Regions from separate parts of the Mus musculus genome. Here regions 2, 3, 4, 5, 6 and 7 are each linked to region 1. Evidence: chromatin contacts called from public HiChIP or PLAC-seq and promoter capture Hi-C data. All regions are on one chromosome and are shown on one strand. The core of a region is the stretch at or near the end of the contact, and the rest is flanking DNA. Distances in the headings are between cores, read along the strand shown.

Region 1 (2,838 bases), core at 204-2,703:
ACACAGCTCTAAGTTTAACAGTCTTGTATTAAATAAAAATAAAGGGATTATAAGAATCTCCCAATATACCCCAAAATGCTTTTTTTCCTCCAGCAAAATTCTCTTTAATCTAAACATAGTCTTTTATCTTTGATGGTCAGAGTAGCTTTTTGTTTTGTTTTGTTTTCTCGAGACACTATGTAGCTTTGGTTGTCCTGAAACTCACTCTAGACTAAAGGCATGTTCTACAAAACCAGGCCACAGTAACTCTTTATTTTATAAATGAATGAAAAGTACTGAAGGATTTAGGGTTAAGTATCAGGGTTTTGTCAGAACACATATTCTATGCTACAAATTTCAAGTGCTAGTATATATATATGTGTATAATTTATATATTTTATGTTTATTTAATACATGAAATATTTTGAGGTATTTCTGTCATCTTTATGGACAGCCAACAGAGATTTAATTACCTGGGAAAGCCAACGGAATGGCAAAAATTTTCCAACTTATCTTAAACATGGTGAGGGAGGGCTAAGGGGACAGCTGTCTTTTTCAACAAGACAGTTGATCTCCACATAAAAGACTTAAGTTTTTGAGAATTACTTCAACGGTCAAGAGAAAACTTGGGCCGGGCGTGGTGGCACACGCCTTTAAGCCCAGCACTTGGGAGGCAGAGGCAGGCGAATTTCTGAGTTCGAGGCCAGCCTGGTCTACAGAGTGAGTTCCAGGCTGTCCAGAAACCCTGTTTCGAAAAACAAAGAGATAGAGACAGAAACAGAGAGAGGGAAGAGAAGAGAAAACTTGGAAAGTTTGTAAATAGAACCAAGCACGCTGAAAAAAACCTTGTTTACAATGAATTCCTATATACCGAGACACAAAGAGTTCGGGATTTGTTTAAGGCAATTCGTGTAAGCCAAGAGAAAGTGGCCTGATGGGATGGTAAAACGGGCATTTCAACCTAGGTAGCCCTTTAACCTCAATACCAGCGTTGACTAGAAAACAGCCTCTTGTTTTCGCTTCTTCTAGGCTTCCTTGGCTATCAGGAAGCTATGGCCTCAGCCGCCAGCAGGTGACGCCGATGACGGGCAATGAGTCCCAGCTGCCGCAATTACCAAGGCTGAGGCGTCTCCTTTAAGAAGCTGACTCACGTGGATGCTGTGTTGTGTGCGCTCAGCTGGGAGTGGGGGGCGGGTCCTCACTCTCACTACATTGGCCGCCTCGGCCGAGGAGGCAGACTTAGCCTCCTTGATTGGCCGTAAGGATGCAAGGTGTCGAATTAGAGGCGGGGCGAGCGGCGAGGAGTCCGCCCATCCGCTGCGGCTTCGGGGTGGGGTGGGCGGCGGAGTGTAAGCGGGCAAGGGTGGGGGGAGGGCGAGCCCGAGAAGGGGCGGGGCCCGGCGGAAGGGGCAGAGTGCCAGGGAGAGGGGCGGAGCCTAGAAATGAAGGGCGCTGCGGGCCAACCGGGAGAGCCGCCTGAAGGGAGGGCGGGGCCACGCCCGGTGATTGACGCCGAGGCCCGACCGAGGAGAGGCGGGGCCAAGGCCTGACTAAACCTGAAGACTTGGGAGGCCGAGGTGGGCTTCGACCCAGCTGAGGAGCGAAGAGCTGCTGGCAGCGCCGATTCCCAGCACGCCGGTGAGTACGGCGGTGGGCGCCGGGATCGGAGTCGGCTGGGGCTCGAAGCCCTTGGGCCGGCGGCTTCGAAGCCTTCGGGGAGCGGCCCGGGGCGGGGGCCCAGGCAGGAAGTGCCTCTTCCCCTTCTCCACTCGTCCAGGGTCCTGGCCGGGCCACCAGGGCAATTCTCAGGACTGTGGGGCCGTGGGGCCGCGGGGCCGGGCCGGGCGGTCCTTCTTTGTGAGGCTGTGGCGCGGCGGCCGCCGCCGACCCGCCCCCGCCGCGCAGCGGAGCGCTCCGCGAGCCCACAACAGCCGCGACCCCCTTAGCGACCCGCGGCCCCCGCCCGCCCGCCGCCCTCGGCGCCTGTCGCCTGGGCCGCCGGTCCGCAGACAGCTCTCTCCGTGACACCCCCACTTCCTAGGCCGCCCCGCCCCCACAGCCGCCGTCCCCGCCGCAGCGTCGGGGGCGCGCCCGGGCTCCGATTCGGGGCCGGCCCGCGGGCCCGCGCTCCAGGGCCGCGCTCGCACCCCGCCCGCCCCGCCGCTCCGGAGGCTCGACTCGTGCTCGGGTGTCTGGGCTGTGGGCCGTGCCCGCCTCGTCGGTGCTAGCCCCTATCACGCTGCCCTCTGGACCCTGGGCGTGGGGAACACTGCCCGGTAGCCTGCGGGTGCCGAGCGCCCGGTCGCCCGCGCCTGCCCAGCTGTTCCGCCTGTGTTTGTTGTGCCGAGGAGGCCCCGCCGCCGCCGCCGCGCGCTCCGCCTTGCGCCGGGCGATTGGCTGGAGGGAGTCACGTGGGCGCGATCAGCTGGGCCGGCTGCGGGCGGTCGGCTTGGCGCAGACCCCGGTGCTGCTCGGGGAGCGGACCGGGAGGCTCTTTCCTGCTGGCTGCGGTGGGCACGCTCCTGCACACCCCGTTACTCCACGCTGCTGTGCAGGTTGGTAGGAAGCCTGAGTGTTGCCAGCGGGAGTGGGAAGCCGCAGTAGTACCCAGGTCTGTTTCATCCGGACGCCAGACTGATCTCCTTTTGGAGTGACAGGAAGGAAAGGTGTGCGACTCATTTATTTTTTATTTTTAAACTTTTTGTTTCTGTTTCCAGAGCCCTCTTGGAAATCTTGAGGATTTTTATTTCTGGTGGCTTTTGACAGATGGAAAATCTGAAAGTAATTTCAGGCTTGCCTTGCTTTTGGAAAATAACTGAACTTGGCTGGTTCAGGTCAACCGACCTTATCAGATCGGTT
Region 2 (2,838 bases), core at 142-2,641, 1.5 Mb after region 1:
TATACATACATATAAACACACAAACACAGAGAGGAGGGAGGGAGGGAGAGAGAGACAGAAAAAGAGACAGAGAGAAGCAAAGAGAGACAGAGAGAGATCACACAAATATAAATACAATGCAATCCTTTTGTAAGAGTCAGTTCTAGGTCAGGCAGGACTGCTCAGTGTGTAAGGAGCTTGCTACCCCCACATCTAACCTGAGTTCCATCTCCAGAACCCACCTAAGGGTGGAAGCAAAAAACCTACTCTGTAAGGGTGCCCTCTGATCTCCACACACTAGTGCACATGCATGAGCGAGCGTGTGCATGCGCGCACACACCCACAAGTAATAATAATAATAATAATAATAAAATAAAAAAGAAAACATGTCTAAGCTTACTTTCCGCTGACCTTGAACAAGTTACTCAACTTTAAGCATTCTGGAGCTGAAGATACATTCAAATTAGCCTGGTATATATCTCACAAACAGCAAAGTGTTGAATAAATTCTAACACCTGTTTGTACAACTTCTTGGAAACGTGGTCCTGCCCTTTTTTTTTTTTTTTTTTTTTTAAACCAGAACTTAATCCCTCGAGTCTCCCATTCACACACAAATTTTCTCCGGGAAGCCTCCATTTTCCTAACCAAACCTTCCCAGCTCTGGTTCCGGGATCATCTAATCTTTCATTTACAAAGTACCTTTATTTTTAGCCAAGTATTAGCATGCTAGTAAAAAGAAGCCACTTATAATCTGATACTACGGAGAGATCGCGGCAGCAAAGAGTTCCCTCGTGCAGAGTAGCCTAGTAAACCGATCCTAAGTTTTCTCCAGCTCTCAAGAGACCCATAGATGCATGCGGCAGAGAAACTGAGCGAGTTACCTCAACGCTGTCTGTGAGCCCGTACTCAGAGTGAGGGTTTTCTGCAACCTAGAAAACAAAATACAGTCACAGAGAGAGACATCCGCCCGTCCCGCGCTGCCTCCCCGCACACCGCCACCCTGAACCCAGGGCCTCCTGGTACCTGTGTCTGTCCCTCCAGCATCTGCTCCGACTCCATGGCGGACCCTGCAAACCGCAATCAACCGGATACCAGTCTTGCAAAACAAGAAGAGCCGCGAGTTAGTTACCCGGGAGATTTCAAGTGGAAGACGCCAGGACCCGGTGCGGTGCAGCCCAGCCCGGGACCCCGCCCCTCACCCCCGCGGGCAGCAGACGCGCGGGCTGGGTCGGGCCACCGACTGGCCGTCCTCGTCGCATCGCGAGGCTCGGAGGTCGTCCCAAGGATGTAGCGGTGGGAGGAGGAGGACAGGGAAGCTGATTACCCGCGCCAAGGCTGTCGGTTCCTAAGTGCCCTGCACGGCGCCACCGACTCACAGCGCGAACCGCTTCGGCCGTAAGTGAGGGACGTCGCGCTGCCGCCGCGCCTGCGCAGAGCGGCCCCGCGGGCAGAAGTGCCCGAGCCCGCCTAAGTGGGCCTACGCCTCTGCGGTGCGCGGGGTGCCTGGCCACCTGCCGGCTCCACCCTGCCGTAGATCTTTCTCCTTTAGACAGTCCTTCGTGGCACCTGGAAGTGACGGTCCCCGAGGAACCGAGGCCACTCACTTGCTGAGCGATTCTTGCTCAGGCTTTACTAGGGGCTAGAGGGCATCCAGCGGTTGATTACTTGGCTAATCTTACAGGCGACTTAGGTTTGGTCTCCACCGCCCACATGGTGGCTCACAACTATCCCTAACTCCGGTTCCGGGGAGCTGACTCTCTCTTTTTATCTACGCAGGCACGAGGCACGCGTGTGCTCCGCGCACATTCAGGCAAAACACGCATATATACGTATACATACACACATATATAATTTTTTTAAGGCCAAAGGGAAACAAGGAGGAGTGTTTGGGAATTCTTGGGCGGCTTTTATTCAAGCCCTGCAGTCTATGAGGATACCACGTTCACACTATTCTACATTTATGTCTAGATTAGTTTTTTTTTTTTTTTTTAATTACTTTCCAGGGATAAGGAGTTCAGCTCATGGTCGAGCGCTTTCCTGGGATAACCAAGGATCTTGGTTCAATTTCTACAGAAGAAATGGCTTTCCAGACTGTAGTATTATGGATTCCAACCTGGGTTGTGTTTGCTTGTTTTTACATTTTAAAGCCAGGTGTCTGAAATCCCAGCATTTGGCTGACTGAGGTAAAGAGGGTCAAACGCCAGCCAGAGCTTCCTGAACGGGAGTTCCAGGAGAGCCTGCTTTCCTGTAATTATTGTAACTGTTGATGGATTAGGATTTCAAGGGTATGGAGAGGTTGGAATGCTGCAAATCTAGAGACACTAGTTAGTTGTCTTGAACCTAGTTAGCTCCCTAAATAGCCTTTAATACCCACCTCTGTCAGGGACCTAACTTCTTTACTAATACTTCTTACTAGTGAGTTTCTTGGAATGTTCAGACTCCTAGCTAACACCAAAATGTTTCCAAAAAGCCTTCAGTTGGCAGGGCAGTGGTGCTGCATGCCTTTAATCCCAGCATTTGGGAGGCAGAGGCAGGTGGATTTCTGAGTTAGAGGCCAGCCTGGTCTACAGAGTGAGTTCCAGGACAGCCAGGGATACACAGAGAAACCCTGTCTCAAGAAAAAGAAGGAGAGGGGGAGGGGGAGAAGAAGAAAAGAAGAAGAAGAAGAAGAAGAAGAAGAAGAAGAAGAAGAAGAAGAAGCCTTCAGCTGTCCCTACAATGATTATAGCTAAGATTTCCAGACTTTCCTACAACCCACACACCTAATGTACTTGAAAAGAGCTTTTGTGCTTGGTGTGGTGGTGAGAAAAGAGATGGTTTAGTCACTTTAAAAACAAAAACAAAAACAAAAACTTACTG
Region 3 (2,838 bases), core at 148-2,647, 1.5 Mb after region 1:
TATTTTACCACAGGCCTAGTCTGGGGTGCAGCACTAAATTTCTGTTTCCCCATATACTGGCACAAGAACTGACATTCTCAGGTAGTGAGAACTGATTAAAAGTCTATGAAGTACTTCAGGACCATAAAATGTCATACTTATCTAACGCAAAAACTACAGCCACCTGTTAGCAGTAGTTCCAAACCCAACCATGTCATTCTTTTGTGTCTTAGCAGGGCAAATCCGCTGTGGACCAACAAGATGCATGTACTTCTGCAGCTGGTTGAACAATCTCAGGGAAAAAAAAAAAACTGCCTTCCAGATTTTCCGTTTTCCCAAAAGAATCATGTCACTATCCAACCCTAGTACTTGCAAAGGGAAATATGGTTAGGGCCAGTTGCTGAGAAGCACAGATGGCCTAGAGACCAACAGGAATCACGGAGGAACTTTTCTTTGTTACCAAAGCAGAAATGTGACCCCTGAAAATAATCTCAGAAAACAATCCTTGTGAAGAGAGTTGTACTGGAGGGAAACGGCCCTACCCTTTCTCACCCAAAGAACTACACATGGTTTTTTGAAGACAGTGCAGACAAAATTCTCTCAAAACGTAAGCTAAACTAGGCAGGTCGTCCAGCCCCGGCTCGGTGCTGAACACAGGATACCAAAGAGGTTGCTCAGGAAAAGTGCTGATGCCATCTCCAGCTGCCCCTAAATGACAGTAACAATGCAAACACTGACAAAAGACCTTGGAGGCCACCCAGAGCCCCTGCCTGGCAGCAGCTCTGCCCGAATCTCCACGTACAAAGCGACAAATCCCCCCGAGAGGCCCAGGTCTGACAGATCTTCCAAGCGAGAGAGACCAAGAGTAGCAACACGAGAGATAGGGTAGAAAAAGTACTGCCTGTCACTCCTTCCAGGGGCGCTGGGTGCCCCAAGGGTGGGAGCAAAAACTGCGGTCCCCTCGGCCAGCCTCTGGCAACGAGGACCGCGCCAACTCGTCCTTCCCCACCGCAGAGGCCGTCCGCGGAGCCGCGGAGCCCGCGCTCGCCCTGGCCGGGGCCGGCCGGCAACTCCTCGCCCAACTCCGCGGGCGCCAGGCCGCCTGCCCGAGCGCCGGGTGGGGGAGGCGGCGCGGCCCGGCCCCGATCCCTCGGCACGCGGTCAGCGCCCTCCGCCCGCCGCCCGAGTCCCCGCCCGCCGGGCCCCGGCTGCCCAGCTCGACCACCCCGGCGGCCTGGCGCCCTTACCTGAGGCGGTGTACCAGCTCCCGGCGTGGCTGGCTTCCCGGCAGACCACTCGGTTGGACATCTTGGTGCCTGTGCCGCCTATGGTGCACGAGGATGAATGAGGAGGCGGCGGCGGCGGCGGCTCCGCGAGGGGACGAGACGCCGCGGGCCCAGCCCAGGAGGAGGCGGCCGCGGGGAGGGGACCAGCCCGGCCCAGGAGGAGGAGGAGGAGGAGGAGGAAGAGGAGGAGATGGCAGCCAGGGCGGAGGGCGGCAACAATCACCACAAACTCCGCCGGCCGCCGGAAGATGGGGCCCACGGCGGCTTTACCCTAGCCGCGCGGCCGCGGAGTCGCCGCCGCCGCCGCCGCCCCTACCCCTGCCCGAGCTGCTTCCGCGAGCCGCCCCCCGGCCACGCCGCGCGCGGCCTGCCGAGCCTCCCGCTGACCCCACCCCCGTGACTCCGCGCCCTTCCCCACCGCCCCGCCCCGCCCCGCCCCCACCACCGAGGCCTCCCTCCCGCCGCGCGCCCGCCGGCCCCGCCCCGCCCCGCGCCTCCGCCCGCCGTGCCGCGCGCTCAACGGCGGAAGCGGGACCGGCCCCGCGCCATCCCGGGTCGGGAGGCCGCGAGCCGGAGGGCGGCGGCGATCGGTGCCACCTCCCCCCCAACACACACACACACAGCCCGGGGCCGGGGCCTGAACCCGGGAAAGGCAGAGCCTGGGGAGCCCACGCGTCCTTACTCGCCGCTCTACCGGGGCCGGCCCACTGAGCATGCCCAGCGCCGCGGCCGGGCCCGCCGAGGAGGCTCAGCGTGCACGCTCCGCTCTCCGGGGTTTAGCGCCAGCAGAGGCTGGGGGCAGGGCGCGGGGCGCAGGACGCAGCCGCGAGGCGGGGTGAGCCCCTTCCCCCCCCCCCCCCCCCAGCCGCCTGGCTTGTCCCCGTGCGCCGCTGGCTCAGCACACACAACACACACGCGATCGCTGCCTGCCGAGTCCCGTCGGGGTTCCCCCTTCCCCGGCGTCCTTGGTGGGGTTCCCACCCTCGGGGTATCGCCCAGGAATGCAAGTCTGGGGCCACGCCGCGAAGTTTCGCTGGCAGAGACATCGCGCTGCGAGGCGTACTGGGATGGGAGAATATGGGGGGGTGGAGGACCGACCCTGTCAAAATGTAACCTTCGCTTCCCAGGCTCGCCCCTTACGACCTAATGTCTTCGACACAGTTAAATTTACTAATTGTATTTTAGGTATAACTGCAATGTGGCAAAGATTGTCTCAGTTATTTCCTACTGTGTTAAATGGGGGTGACGTTCGTGAGGGAGGGGTACCAAGGATTATGAGTTAATGCGTATGAGGAACCAGACGGGGTAAGGAATACTACAAATGTCACCCTTCACTTATAAAATCCCAGTATTCCACGTAAGTATTCCACGCAGCAAAAGAATTCCTTTACCAGTTGGGTAGAATCACAAAGGAAGTGGTTTGTTTGGCTTTGAAGTGCTGGATTCCAAAACCCAGGAAGTGTAACAGTTCCCCAACTCCCAGAAAGTATTTGGGAAAGAAATCATACACCGGGTATATCTTAGTTTCACATTAAACTAGATCCTGGAGAAGTCCAAAGTAGATGTCTAGCTG
Region 4 (2,838 bases), core at 124-2,623, 1.4 Mb after region 1:
AAAAGATACCAAGAAATATTTACTGATTTTCAAAATTATTTGAAACTTTGACCTTTTTTTATAAGTAGTAAAAATCACAGAGGTGTGCAGGGCGCATGCATTTAATCCCATACTTGGGAGGCAGAGACTGTCCAATCTCTGTGAGTCTGTGGACAGAGGGTCTAGAAAGTGAGTTTCAGGACACCCAGAGAGACAAAAAAAAAAAAAAAATTTCATAGTTACTTGCTACATTATATATCTGTGACAGGGAATGTACTGGCAACATCTTATATAGTAAGTCCAGTAGAAGATTAACTCTAGCAATTGGCATTGGTCCAATGACTGCAGAAACACATGCCATCTATGCACATGTAGCTCTGCCTGAGGAAGACAGGACTCTTGTACCACAGACTCCACAGTTGGGTCACAACTGTTCTGTTACCCCCTTATCACTAACATCTGTCTGACAACCAAACTTGTCCCCAATCGCTCTAACCCCATCATTTGCAGAATATCCCTAATTGCCCTTCATTACTCGCCAGATTAGGACAGGTTTCTCTAAGTCTCCCTGGCTATCCTGGAACTTTGTAGCTGAGGCTGGCCTCAAACTCAAGAGAGCCACTTGCCTCTGCCTCCTGGACTCAAAGGCCTATGCCACCACCACAAGGCTAAAATTTGTAGTTTTCTGGTCCGGCCCTTGTCTTCTTCAGTGTTGTACAGAGATAATCTTTGGACCAGTGCCATACTTCACCACCATGATGGTGACAGACTCTTATTTCCCCCTGGAATCATAAGTTCAAATAAGGCCTTCCTTTTGCAGGATATTTGATCACACTGTGAACCCCAAGATTGTAAACTAGAAAAACCTGTTTATTGCTGTGGTGTGGCTCAGCCCTAGTCACACCTTTACCCCAAGAGTTTTCTGTACACAAGAGCTAAATAAAGTCAACAGCAGATCAAGAGGCAGAGCAAGCAACATGGCCATGCCCCACCCCCTCTGCTTTTCTACAATAAAGCTCTAAAACCATGGACTGTCTCTGCTCATCAAGACCCCCATGCTATAGCAATGGACCAGGCCTTCCCCAAAAGAGCTGAGTCTAATCTCCCGCAGAAAGGCCTACCAGCTTTTCCAGCCGCCAGACCAGACCAAGGACTCATGCCCACGCAGGAACCACCCAGCAGCGCCTTCTCCCCCTACCCCTTCTCCCTTCAACCCTGGGGCTGACCAAGCTGCCCCTGGGGGCTCCCCACTTCATTCTCAGCTCTTTCAAGACGTCCAGCCGCAACATCCAATGGCTCTGGGATGCCCAAGATTGAGAACCTGTAGTTCCTGGCCTCCATGCAGCCCAGAGACCCCTGAGCTGACTCTTCCGTGGTACCCAGAAGTCTGTGGCGCCTGAGTCAGAGCCAAGACTGCGCCTTCCCCACCCCCACTGAGCGTGGTCCGGTGGCCTAAGCCTAGCACTGCCCATTCTGGTTCCGTGGGTCCCACAGCAATCTCCCGTGGCCACCCTCCACCACCACCCGCCTCCGCCGCCCCATCCAGTCAGTCTCACCGAGCTCTGGCAGGATGCGGGTCATCTCACCCATCCCCCCCTTTTCATCCCCGCGCCGGGCAGTGCAGTAAGTAGTTAAGAATCCCGTTTCCTGAGTGACTGCTCTTTTCCTTAACCACACTGGCAGACACCTCATGATGCAGCAGCTAAGAGCTCAGTTCTTTTCTTTCCCACAGCAGCAACTCTCTCTCTCTCTCTCTCTCTCTCTCTCTCTCTCAGTTCACAGCATCAAGTATCTCTCAAAGTGTTATCCTATATTTTCAGATGTTAAAAACAATCATTTGACAGATGTGATTTCTGGCGATATTTAGCCTAATTTTCTATCTGGCAATCTTGAACGCCACAAGCAAAAAGCCAAAAAGAGAAAAGCATCTACATTGACAAAAAAATCTATTGAACAGTCTCAACTATTCAGTTCCACCAAATTCTAACAAATTTACTCTTCAATTATGCAATAGATGAAGCAACAGTTCAGAAGGGAGAGAGATTGTTTAAAAAAACAAAAACAAACAAACAAACTAGATAGAGTAGGATCTAAAGGAAATCAGAAACACACCAAGCTGTTTTGTTGCAAGCAGTGAGGAAGGGATGCAGGCCCTGTCCAGGAGAGGCAGAATCTCCACTTTTAAAATCTTTTAAATGGGCACATTTTACATTTCTTAAACCTAAAGAATTACAATCACCAAAAAGGAGCTTACAGCTCGGAGGTGGTGGCACAAGTCTTTAAGCCCAGTGCTTAGGAGATAAGGGCAGAAGGATCTCTACAAGATCAAGGTCAGCCTAGTCTACAGAGCAAGTTCCAGGACAACTAAGGCTACACAGAGAGAAACCCTATCAAAAAAAAAAAAAGACATAAAATAAAAGGAACTTACATGAATACAGGTTAAACCAAAAAGTCAAAAAGTCATAATAGTGTGTTTGAATATTCCAGAACTAATTCAAAGACCAAATATGGAAATCGAAAGATAGTCACCTTATACAGCAGAGAAACATGGAAAAAACACTCATTACCTAAACCAACCAGTCAAAGGCAAGATTAACTTCACCAAGGTTTGTACCATGCATCACCAAAATATAATCAACTCAATTTGCCTCTTTAGTATTTATTCCCAAAATCTACAACTCCCAACCTAATCATGGGGGGGGTGGGGGGGGGGCGCCAGAAGAACCTCCTCCAACATTTTGTAAAATACTTAAAAATAACTCTTAAAATTTTATTCAGGCAAGACAGTACATGCCTGTAACCCCAGCAGTGAGGTAGCTGGGACAGTAGAAACATAGTTCAAGGTTAGCCTGAAGTACC
Region 5 (2,838 bases), core at 105-2,604, 1.4 Mb before region 1:
AGTGTCCTAAACTAGGTTTTCTGGAAGGAAAACACTGTTTAAAACACTGTTTTATTGCCATATTCTTCTTTTAAAAGTTCAGAGCCCAGAACGGTGGCACTTGGGTCTGTGACTACCAACACTGGACAGCAAAGGCGGATAAAGTTCGAGGCCAACCTGGTCAACAGAGACTTCTAGGCTAGCCTGAGCTACACAGCAAGACCTCAAAACAAAACCCCGCAATACCCCTCCCCCAACATACTCAAGCTCAGGCAACAGTAAGAACAACAACAACCTATAAAGCATCTCACAGTATAAAGCACGTCTTGCTACGTAGTCATTCTTTTTTTTTTCCCCCCAAGCAGGTATACTCGTTCTTTGTTGTCCGCATGGTCACTTAGAGCTAGTTCAGGAACTCCCAAGGAAGTTGGAGCTCAGAGAACCAGGACAGCTCCTAATACTAACCTAACTTAGTATTACTCTGTAGAAGAATCCTGCTGGGACGGACCAGGCAAACCTTTCTGACAAGACAAGCCGGTAAAAGACTCCCTCCATCACCTCCCTGAACCTGAGGTACCCGGACTCCTGGAATCTCACCCCCCCACCACCACCAAACAGCGCAACCCTCGCAACACTGACTGTCCAGTGGATGCAACTCTGCATCTTCTGAAGTTACAAACTAGGACAAACACAGGTGCTTCTCCGACAGGAGGATGCACTAACTACTCTGCAACCATAAAGCAGTAACTAAACCTATAAGCGCCCACTAACTTGGAAGTCCCGAACGCTAGACCAGCACGGGCCCACGGAGGGGCGTGATCCCATCCTTCTTGGCCAAAGCCAGGCCGGCCGGGACATCCAACCAGGGATCATCCGCAACGTGGGCACCCGGCAGAGGCCAAGGCCGCAAGATCCCGGCCATCTGACAAGTTTATGGCGGTGACCCACCCAGGCTTCAGGCCACCTACCCTCACCTCCTCGCGAGCATCCCTCCAGCGCCCCGGGACGTACCTGACACACAGAAGCGCGGAACCCCGCGTAGTCCGCGTGCTCCGAGACCTGCAGTGCGCGATCCCCTAGCTCCGAGTCCTTCCCGCGCCGGTCAAACAAGTACACCGTCCTACAGCCGTCGACGGCGCCATCTCTCCCAGATCCCTCCGAGAGGCCGGCGGGATCGCTGGCGCCCTCCGCTGCCATGTTGAGGGAGAAAAAAAGAGAAGGCCCTGCGGCTCTCGGGCGCGCTTCCCGGAGACACCGACCCCGCGCGTGCCCTCGGCTCCAGCCGCCGCGGCTCCGAGCCTCAGCGGGCCGCGCAGCACCGACTGTGGGCAGCGGCCGGGAAGTAACCCGGGAACCGATTCAAACGCGCTTCTGCCGGGGTGCCGTACGTCACTTCCGCGACCCGCGAACACAGGGACGCGCTGAGCGCGCCTCAGAGCCCGCCAGCTACGTACGCCGCCGCCCACCAAGCCTCCTTCCGTGACCTGAGAGCGGGCCGCCGCCGTGGCTGCTGCGCAGGAGGAAGAGGACGGCGGACGGAGACCCGGCTAGTCCAGCAGGCCGTGGGGCGGGGCGGGGCTGGCCAAGGTGGGGCGGGGCTTCGCGCCCAGGCCACGCCCCCGGGCTCCTGCGGACCGCGGGGACTGGGGACGGCCTGGAAGCTGGCTTCCAGCGCCTTAGGGGCCTTCGCGGGGGGAGGTGGGGGGGGGCGCAACTCGCAAGCGTGTCGCCCCAGGGTCTATGCAGGCTCCCGCTGCAGGGCCCTGGCGCCTTCCCCCTAGCCATGCGGTCTCCAGGGCGCTACCAAGTCGGGCGGACGCGGCGGCTGGAAGCTTGCACCACCTGGGTCCCGGTGCGGTGGACACTAGCTAAAACACCGGGCACCGCTCTGCTTGCACGCTTCCTTCGCCGTCGTGGGTGGGTTCTACTGTGGGACAATGAGACAAAAGCTCGGCCTCGAGGAAGAGCGGGTCTCTGACGTCACGAGGCCGCGATGCGCGCCCCCGGGTTAGCCAGGCTCTGAGGCTTTAGGCGGCTGGGAGTCTTGGGATAATACCTAACCTACTCACCGAGGTTGAGTCAGCTTCTAAGCGTGCAATGTGTAAGACAGCCTCCTCGAAAACTTGAGCATAAAACTTTATATGCTCCAGTACGGGGGAATGTCAGGGCTAAGAAGCAGGAGTGGGTGGGTAGGGGAGCAGGGTGGAGGGAGGGCATAGGGAACTTTCGGGATAGCATTTGAAATGTATATAAAGAAAATATCCAATAATAAATAAATAAAAAAGAAAACTTGAGCATAATTATTGGGGGATGCGCTTCTGACTCTACAGATAGCAAGGAATGGGGGGGGGCGGGTAACCTTGCCAGATGCTTGCTCTCTGATTCTTAAAACCTGGATGCTTTGTACTTGAGAGAAACGTGTAAATTAATGAAACCCATTAATTAATTGAGTTCTTTTATGTGTCTAGAAGTTGGATCAGATTTAAGGGTGCTGTTTTACTAGGTTCGCAGGAGCCTTAATGATCAATGGTAAAGCTAGACTCAAAGTCAATGCACCTTGGAAACAGACCGGGTTGTTGGCACCAAGGACAGTTGGCCAGACATACAAAAGTGTGAAGGTTTGCGTAGAGCGGCATAAATAGTATGACTGGAAGAAGAGAAAATGAAACAGTAGGTGAGGTAGGTGAAGTTGTGACCAAAAGCTGGTCATGTTCTTGAAAGGGCACCTGAGAGACAGGAGACACGAGAATAACCTCCAACTATCATGAGATTTCTGTAAAATCTTATTGTAATTTGCTTTTTGTCAGTCTTCCTAGGCCTACATCAAACTTTGATCCTCCTGCCTTGACCCAACCTGAA
Region 6 (2,838 bases), core at 122-2,621, 1.4 Mb after region 1:
AACTAAAGAACCAGAACCAGACTCCTGTCCTAGCTATGTTGTGGGAAGGGATGATCAATAGCAATTTCCCAGGAAACCAAAGCAGCTCCCCTGCAAAGCTGAAGTGGACTCCCACTACTGCAGTGTCCTTCCACTGCACACACACCTGGGGAACCGGGCACGTAGCCAAAGCCACTGTAATTAACTTCCAATGCGCCCGAGCACCATGAAATAAGGAACATACCATGGGACAGTGCTTCAGAGCACAGCAAGCAGCGTGTCATGAACTAAAGGCTCTAGGTACCCAGGACAGTAACATCACTTAACGCCATCTGCAATTCCACAGACTTTAAAATATCAGTTCTACCCTCACGGTTTAGTTCGAAGCTTGATTTCAATAGTTAAACTCAAAAATTGGAAAAGGCTTCCAATTAAAAGGTTTATACCAACCTAGATCATGGAAAACACTTTATTATATTGTTTTTTCTTCTCCATCTTTCAAGTTTCAATTCACTAAAATTGAACGAGCAACAACTGAATGTCTATTTTGGCCCATATTCAAATAAATTTCAAATAAAAAAATCTCAAAAAGAATTCCATCTATAAAAAATTAAGTTTAAAATACCTTTATTAAGACTGATTTTTACAGTTTTTAAGTACTTAATTTTAAAACACAAAATTCTGTCAATATATTCTACTTGTTTTCATTTTTTTAGTTTTTATTATTTAAACATTTAACATCATATTGTGTTCAGGAATTCAGAATAAAAGTGAGTAAGTTTTAAGTATTTTTCTGAATTTAATGTTGGCAGATCTAAAGATCAGAACTCAGGTCTTGAATGGTATGGTTGAATATCGTTGGCCTTCAACTACTTTTTAATAACGGCATTTATGTTCTCTTTGGTTTCACTATTTGAGTTACAAAGATAATATATACAATCCTATCAAAGTTACAAACTCAACTGTGCACCTGAACATAACTTATTAACCAAGAAACTATAAATGCGATATATTACGGCTTTCACAATCGGAAGAGCTGGTTCTGAATCTCTTCCTATTATTTTGTAAGGTAACAGCCAAAACCTTCTACTAACATTAAAAATGGGGGTGGGGGGCACACAGGAAGGAAAGAAAAATAGAAAAACAATAGACAACCTAGTCTGAAATCACCAGTCAACCCTGGAATAAACGGTATTAGAAACATCAACCTCTAAGAATTCAGATACAGCTAAGCAAACACACTCCATCCATACCAATTTTAAAGAGGCCAAGGTCTCAGGTGCCACACTACTGGGGGAACATTTATAAAACAGGACAGCCTCTAGTGCTAATATGGCATGCAATGAGATCCTATTTATAGGCATATGCTGGCCACAGCAGGAAACTGACTTGAATTAGTCTGCCAGCTGCTGCTACTTCCCGTAATACTTTGACACTGTCCAGCTCTTTCAGTTGAGTACACTCTCCTGACACAGCTTTCAGTTGAGTTCACTCTCCTGACACTGATGTAGCTCTTCTTCAGTGTGAAGAAGTACTTGTTTGAGAAAGCAGCCATTAAAACTCAACTTCAATTTGTGTTAGGAACTGGTAAAATTTTGCTTTGTATTGACATCTTTACGTTTAAAGAATTAGCCTAAGATTCTAAGCATCATTTTAACAATTTATAATCTGTTAAAAGTATATGTTGTTTAAAAGGCATTTTGATTTGAAATATAAATGAAGTTACATTTAACTACAGTAATTCCATTGGCTTTTGTCCCTATAAATGTATGTGTATATACACACACACAATTATTCATAAAACTTTTTCAATTGGTATCACTGCTACTTTGAGAATCACTGATCTAATTTTTGTTTGCATGTCTCCAGTGATCTGATGAGAACATAGCCAATTTTTATCACCAGAAATTTTCACATATTCCACGTAACACAGACCAGAACCATGCTTCTTACTCCTCTTTTCTTTGGAGATGAGTCTTACAACATTACCTTGGCTGGGCTAGAACTTGCTACGTGCCCAAAACTGGACTATAATTCCAGAAGATTCAGATGTCTCTACCTCCCACAGGCTGGGACTAAAGGCCAAACAAACAAAACAAAAAACAAAAACAAAAACCCACCTTAGATTAATACAGAAAAATTCTAATCCTCTTGAGTGGCAGTTACACAAATATTCCAAGACTACTTCTTAAATTTACTCTCTTCAAAAATAAATGCTAACCTATTTCCATCAACCACTTCATGTTACACACAGGCCTTTCTGTTTCTCTTACTGTGTAACTTTTTAGTCTTAATACAATGATGTACAATTTCCAGTCTAAACAGCATTGTGTATGTGGGGCAGTAAGGCTCCTCAATGTAGTTTCTAATGACGGTAGTTATTTTGAAAACTGAACACTTTGAAAATGCCAAGGTCTATAGAGCTGACAGTACCACTTGACAGGTGTTCTGTGACCCTCAGTGACAAAGTAGCAGTACAACTAAAATTATTTGAATTAAAATTTTCCGCTGGGTAGTGATGGCAGACAGATCTACAAGTTCTAAGACAGCCAGGGGGCTATTTAAAAACAAACAAACAAAGCTTGCCTCAAAAATGAAACAAAACAAAATCTCTCCTTTATTCTGAGTTTATTAGAGGTCACTGTTTCAATAAAATGAGAGTAACATAAAAGGGGACGTTTTCAAGTCTTTATATGGCAAAAGTCAACAAATCATTTTAAACTTGTCTTGTGTCCTTAAATATGCAAAACTGTTCATTTGTCTCAGACCTGGTGATGCACACCTATAATCCCAACACCACGGAGGTTAAGGGCAGCCTTGGTTACACAGCAAGGCAAACAACTCATTACTTTCATTCCT
Region 7 (2,838 bases), core at 181-2,680, 1.3 Mb before region 1:
TGGGAATTGGAGAGACAACGAGCTAAAACCTAGCATCGTGTCCACTTTTATATTTCATTGCCCCCCTCCCCCTAATCCAGTACTACTGGGAGGAGACAGGAGTCACCAAGACATCACTTACACTTTTGTACTAACCATTTCTGGCACTTTTTTTTTTTCTCTAGACAGTAAAGTAAGCAGCTGAGAAGCACAGGGGAGGCACTTACGTTTGAGGGGTATAAAGGCCTGGCTTATTGAGGTCCAGGGTCCTTAACTCCTGCATAGAGAGGCGGCCAGCACCACAGGTGGAAACTGAACTGCGCTTCATTCTCGAAACCTAATTCAGGATTTCAGCGTTAGGAAAATGTTCCAGACTCAAGCAATTCAACGAGCAACAATTATTATCTTTATCCTCTAGTAGGAAAGCAACTAAGTTTGTTTCTGTACAACAATCGTTTCCTTGTATGCTATATTTATTTGTCCATGTAAACCGAAGTTCTTACAAAGAACACCTACGCAACTTCAAGTAGAAAAAAACGAGGCAGAAAAAAGAGGGGAAGATGGAGCTGAAAGTTTTGGGAGAAAAGGAGAGGGGACGACTGAGGAGAAGGAAAGTAGAGCAGAAGCACCTGGCCTGGAGAAGTTCTAAGGGGTCTCTTATATGGGGAAGATGGTAGTGTAGTGATAGATCTGCCCAATGTAGGCGCACAGCATGTATTCATATTAATTAAGTTGTGTTTTCATTGCCTGGGCTTATTTGGGTTGGAGATTTACTGCAACACCTTTCAACAAAGATAAACAATCCGGTTTACAACACAGGCTGCTCCCGCTTTTAAAACAAGTATCAAAATAATGTCTACGTTGGAGTCTGTCTTCATCTCTGCAGCATCAGACACTATGCACTCGGCCCTAGCTTCCACAGAGGGTTAGACAGATCGCATTTTTATTGTTGTTGTTTTGTCTTGAGCTAGGGGTGGAGAGTCAGACCCTTTAGCAAGCTGGGCTGAGCGCTGAGCACTGAGCCACACCCCTCCTTGTTTTGGTGGCTTGCGTTCAACCTAGTTTTACTCTCATGATTTCACTGGTTTCCAGTCATGTCCATACCAGGCTTTTAAGTTGCAGCATCAGCACGGGTACACAACACACCAATCAGCTTTCCCCCTGTCAGTCCCCACCTGTTAGCATCGCCTTCTCCCGCTACAAACGTTGCAGAGCCGGGCAGATCCCACCCCAGCTCCCTCGCAACAGTCAGCTCCAGCGCCGCGGACCATTTTAACACAGAGCTGATCCCATCTCAGCAGTTACCTTTCGCTCAGCTTCTCAACGAGACCCGGCGCCCAGCTTTCCGTAAACCGCACGACTGCACACGAAAACAGCCGCCCAAACCAGAGCGTCCGCTTCCGTCAACCCAAGGCGGTTTGAATTTTAAAGTTTCCGCCCGCGCTGACGTCAGGACTGCGACGGCGAGTACGCATGCGCGCTCGCTCAGCGCCCGCCCTCGTCGCCGGAAGTGTCCGCATCGGGGGCCAAGCGAGCTCTGGGCTCTTCCCAGGTCGTCGTTAGCGTCGGTGACCCGAAGGGAGTCCCGCCCTGTCCGGGAAGCTGGCATCTAGGACGAGTAGGGCTGTCCGGGCGGAGCGGCCCGAGCCCTCCTGGAATCAAGTTCCGTACAGCAATATGGCTGCGTCCTGGAAGTAGAAAGCGCGGGTTTGTCTCCGATAGGATGGAGGCCAGGACCCAAGCCTATGAGGCGGCGTGAGGTTCCTGACGTTAGGAGAGGCTGTCGAGTGTGGCGGTGGACGAGCCTGAGGGATATTTAACATCAGGCTTCCTCAAGTGCTCTGGATTCCCGCCGCCCAGCCTCGGAACAACAAGCAGGCGTTACTAGTTCCCGGATGGTGGTGGCCTGTCCCTGGGCTAAAGTGTAGATTCCTGGCTCTCGGCATTATTGTGCCGTTAGCTAGTTTTGAGCTAAGCAGTCCTTTTTTGAGTTTGAGGTTCCCTAGCGGTCACAGTGACTCCTCACTTTACGTCTCTACTGGGAAACCAAAATCTCAGGTATCACGAAGATCTCCATCACCAAATAGTAGTCAGCAGATATATTAGCAGGCATTATATTTCAGACTCTGTAAGCGGCAGTTCATTTACTTCTTGAAACTAATGGCATTAGAACATAAAAATGATCGTTTTAGTCGGGCGTTGTGGTACACACCTTTAATTTCCACGCTCTGGAAGCGGGGGTGGGGTGGGGGTAGGTTGTGGGGGAATCTCTGACCATCCTGGTTTACCTAGTGAGATCCGGGACAGCTAGAGCAACATAGACACTATATCAAAACAAAACAACCAACAAACCCAAGCAAAACCACCCCAAACAAAACCCACACGTACAAACAACTCCAAAAACTAAAGAGATAATTTTGAGGCTCAGTGAATTCAATGACTTTAGTTTGTATGTGGGGCAGGGTCCACACCCGAGAGAGTCTTGAATTTGAGGCCAGTTTGATGGACCTGGCATACACCAGGGCAACCTAGTGACTCTCTGTCTTTAAGAAACAAACACTATTCTGCAGTCAGTTGCATAAGAAATTTGACTATAAATGCTATTAGACGAGCCTTTAATTTATTTTTTATTCGGTTTTCTCTTAAGGTTTCCACTACATTATAATAAAGCTATATCCAGAAATGCAAAACATATCTTAAGTGAAGATAAAAATGTTCTGTAAAACCTAGTTACTGGAGTGTGGCTCAAACAGATTATAAATCTTGAAGTTTTGACCTAGCAAACTAGTTAAGTTGTGAACTTCTGATTACTATTCATGCTGCACTTGGTTTGGCTAGAGCACTCTTTTAATCTTACTG

Evidence for each region. Promoter capture Hi-C pulls out the DNA fragments that hold promoters and counts their contacts. HiChIP or PLAC-seq counts read pairs in DNA pulled down with a chosen protein or histone mark. Capture Hi-C pulls out chosen DNA fragments and counts their contacts.
Region 2: a promoter capture Hi-C map of embryonic stem cells shows a contact between it and region 1, with 3 times the contacts expected there. The contact joins the promoter of Dpy30 here to the promoter of Ypel5 in region 1. A contact is called at or near these places in 7 of 39 promoter capture datasets (the C10 cell line, the HPC-7 cell line, cranial neural crest and 4 more), 2 of 484 Hi-C or Micro-C datasets (B cells and CD4 T cells), 7 of 115 datasets of contacts at active chromatin or transcription factors (astrocytes, cardiomyocytes, embryonic stem cells and 4 more) and 2 of 9 other capture datasets (liver and macrophages).
Region 3: a promoter capture Hi-C map of pre-B cells shows a contact between it and region 1, with 5 times the contacts expected there. The contact joins the promoter of Memo1 here to the promoter of Ypel5 in region 1. A contact is called at or near these places in 7 of 39 promoter capture datasets (the C10 cell line, the HPC-7 cell line, cranial neural crest and 4 more), 8 of 484 Hi-C or Micro-C datasets (CD4 T cells, CD8 T cells, the G1E-ER4 cell line and 3 more), 6 of 115 datasets of contacts at active chromatin or transcription factors (embryonic forebrain, embryonic stem cells, epiblast stem cells and 3 more) and 2 of 9 other capture datasets (adipose tissue and liver).
Region 4: a promoter capture Hi-C map of the HPC-7 cell line shows a contact between it and region 1, with 5 times the contacts expected there. The contact joins the enhancer-like site here to the promoter of Ypel5 in region 1. A contact is called at or near these places in 5 of 39 promoter capture datasets (the HPC-7 cell line, HPC-7-derived erythroid cells, embryonic stem cells and 2 more), 3 of 115 datasets of contacts at active chromatin or transcription factors (large pre-B cells, microglia and thymic regulatory T cells) and 1 of 9 other capture datasets (liver).
Region 5: a contact with region 1 is called in a promoter capture Hi-C map of adipose tissue, with 5 times the contacts expected there. The contact joins the promoter of Smchd1 here to the promoter of Ypel5 in region 1. A contact is called at or near these places in 1 of 39 promoter capture datasets (hippocampal neurons), 2 of 484 Hi-C or Micro-C datasets (CD4 T cells and embryonic stem cells), 4 of 115 datasets of contacts at active chromatin or transcription factors (astrocytes, embryonic forebrain, microglia and 1 more) and 2 of 9 other capture datasets (adipose tissue and liver).
Region 6: a promoter capture Hi-C map of pre-B cells shows a contact between it and region 1, with 8 times the contacts expected there. The contact joins the enhancer-like site here to the promoter of Ypel5 in region 1. A contact is called at or near these places in 6 of 39 promoter capture datasets (the 3T3-L1 cell line, HPC-7-derived erythroid cells, embryonic stem cells and 3 more) and 4 of 115 datasets of contacts at active chromatin or transcription factors (embryonic stem cells, large pre-B cells, pancreatic cancer cells and 1 more).
Region 7: an H3K27ac HiChIP or PLAC-seq map of neural progenitor cells shows a contact between it and region 1, with 4 times the contacts expected there. The contact joins the promoter of Ndc80 here to the promoter of Ypel5 in region 1. A contact is called at or near these places in 8 of 39 promoter capture datasets (the 3T3-L1 cell line, the C10 cell line, cranial neural crest and 4 more), 4 of 484 Hi-C or Micro-C datasets (B cells, CD4 T cells, embryonic stem cells and 1 more), 6 of 115 datasets of contacts at active chromatin or transcription factors (astrocytes, embryonic forebrain, embryonic stem cells and 3 more) and 2 of 9 other capture datasets (adipose tissue and liver).

The regions. Positions count from the first base shown.
Region 1 is chr17:72,835,175-72,838,012 of GRCm38.p6, forward strand. It overlaps Ypel5 (yippee like 5), which reads left to right and starts at 1,454. Exons shown (of 3, transcript NM_027166.6): 1 at 1,454-1,617.
Region 2 is chr17:74,315,042-74,317,879 of GRCm38.p6, forward strand. It overlaps Dpy30 (dpy-30, histone methyltransferase complex regulatory subunit), which reads right to left and starts at 1,392. Exons shown (of 5, transcript NM_001146223.1): 1 at 1,304-1,392; 2 at 1,003-1,075; 3 at 861-908. The coding sequence starts at 1,038.
Region 3 is chr17:74,293,466-74,296,303 of GRCm38.p6, forward strand. Memo1 (mediator of cell motility 1) reads right to left here and starts at 1,398. Exons shown (of 9, transcript NM_133771.2): 1 at 1,227-1,398. The coding sequence starts at 1,287.
Region 4 is chr17:74,271,383-74,274,220 of GRCm38.p6, forward strand. All of the region lies in intron 1 of Memo1 (mediator of cell motility 1), which reads right to left. It overlaps Gm52299 (a long non-coding RNA gene), which reads right to left. Exons shown (of 2, transcript XR_003952320.1): 2 at 1-2,838. Among named protein-coding and RNA genes, the nearest start is that of Gm52299, 3.2 kb to the right of the region's middle. Within about 2 kb of position 1,374, at least 33 of the 459 cell types and tissues checked have an H3K27ac peak or open chromatin away from gene starts, as enhancers often do. A contact at or near this core is called in the HPC-7 cell line, where this site is marked.
Region 5 is chr17:71,473,989-71,476,826 of GRCm38.p6, forward strand. Smchd1 (SMC hinge domain containing 1) reads right to left here and starts at 1,355. Exons shown (of 48, transcript NM_028887.4): 1 at 991-1,355. The coding sequence starts at 1,176.
Region 6 is chr17:74,194,775-74,197,612 of GRCm38.p6, forward strand. It overlaps a transcript of Memo1 not described here. Among named protein-coding and RNA genes, the nearest start is that of Gm52299, 80 kb to the right of the region's middle. Within about 2 kb of position 1,372, at least 49 of the 459 cell types and tissues checked have an H3K27ac peak or open chromatin away from gene starts, as enhancers often do. A contact at or near this core is called in pre-B cells and pro-B cells, where this site is marked.
Region 7 is chr17:71,525,427-71,528,264 of GRCm38.p6, forward strand. It overlaps Ndc80 (NDC80 kinetochore complex component), which reads right to left and starts at 1,431. Exons shown (of 17, transcript NM_023294.2): 1 at 1,285-1,431; 2 at 207-316. The coding sequence starts at 307. It also overlaps a transcript of Spdya not described here.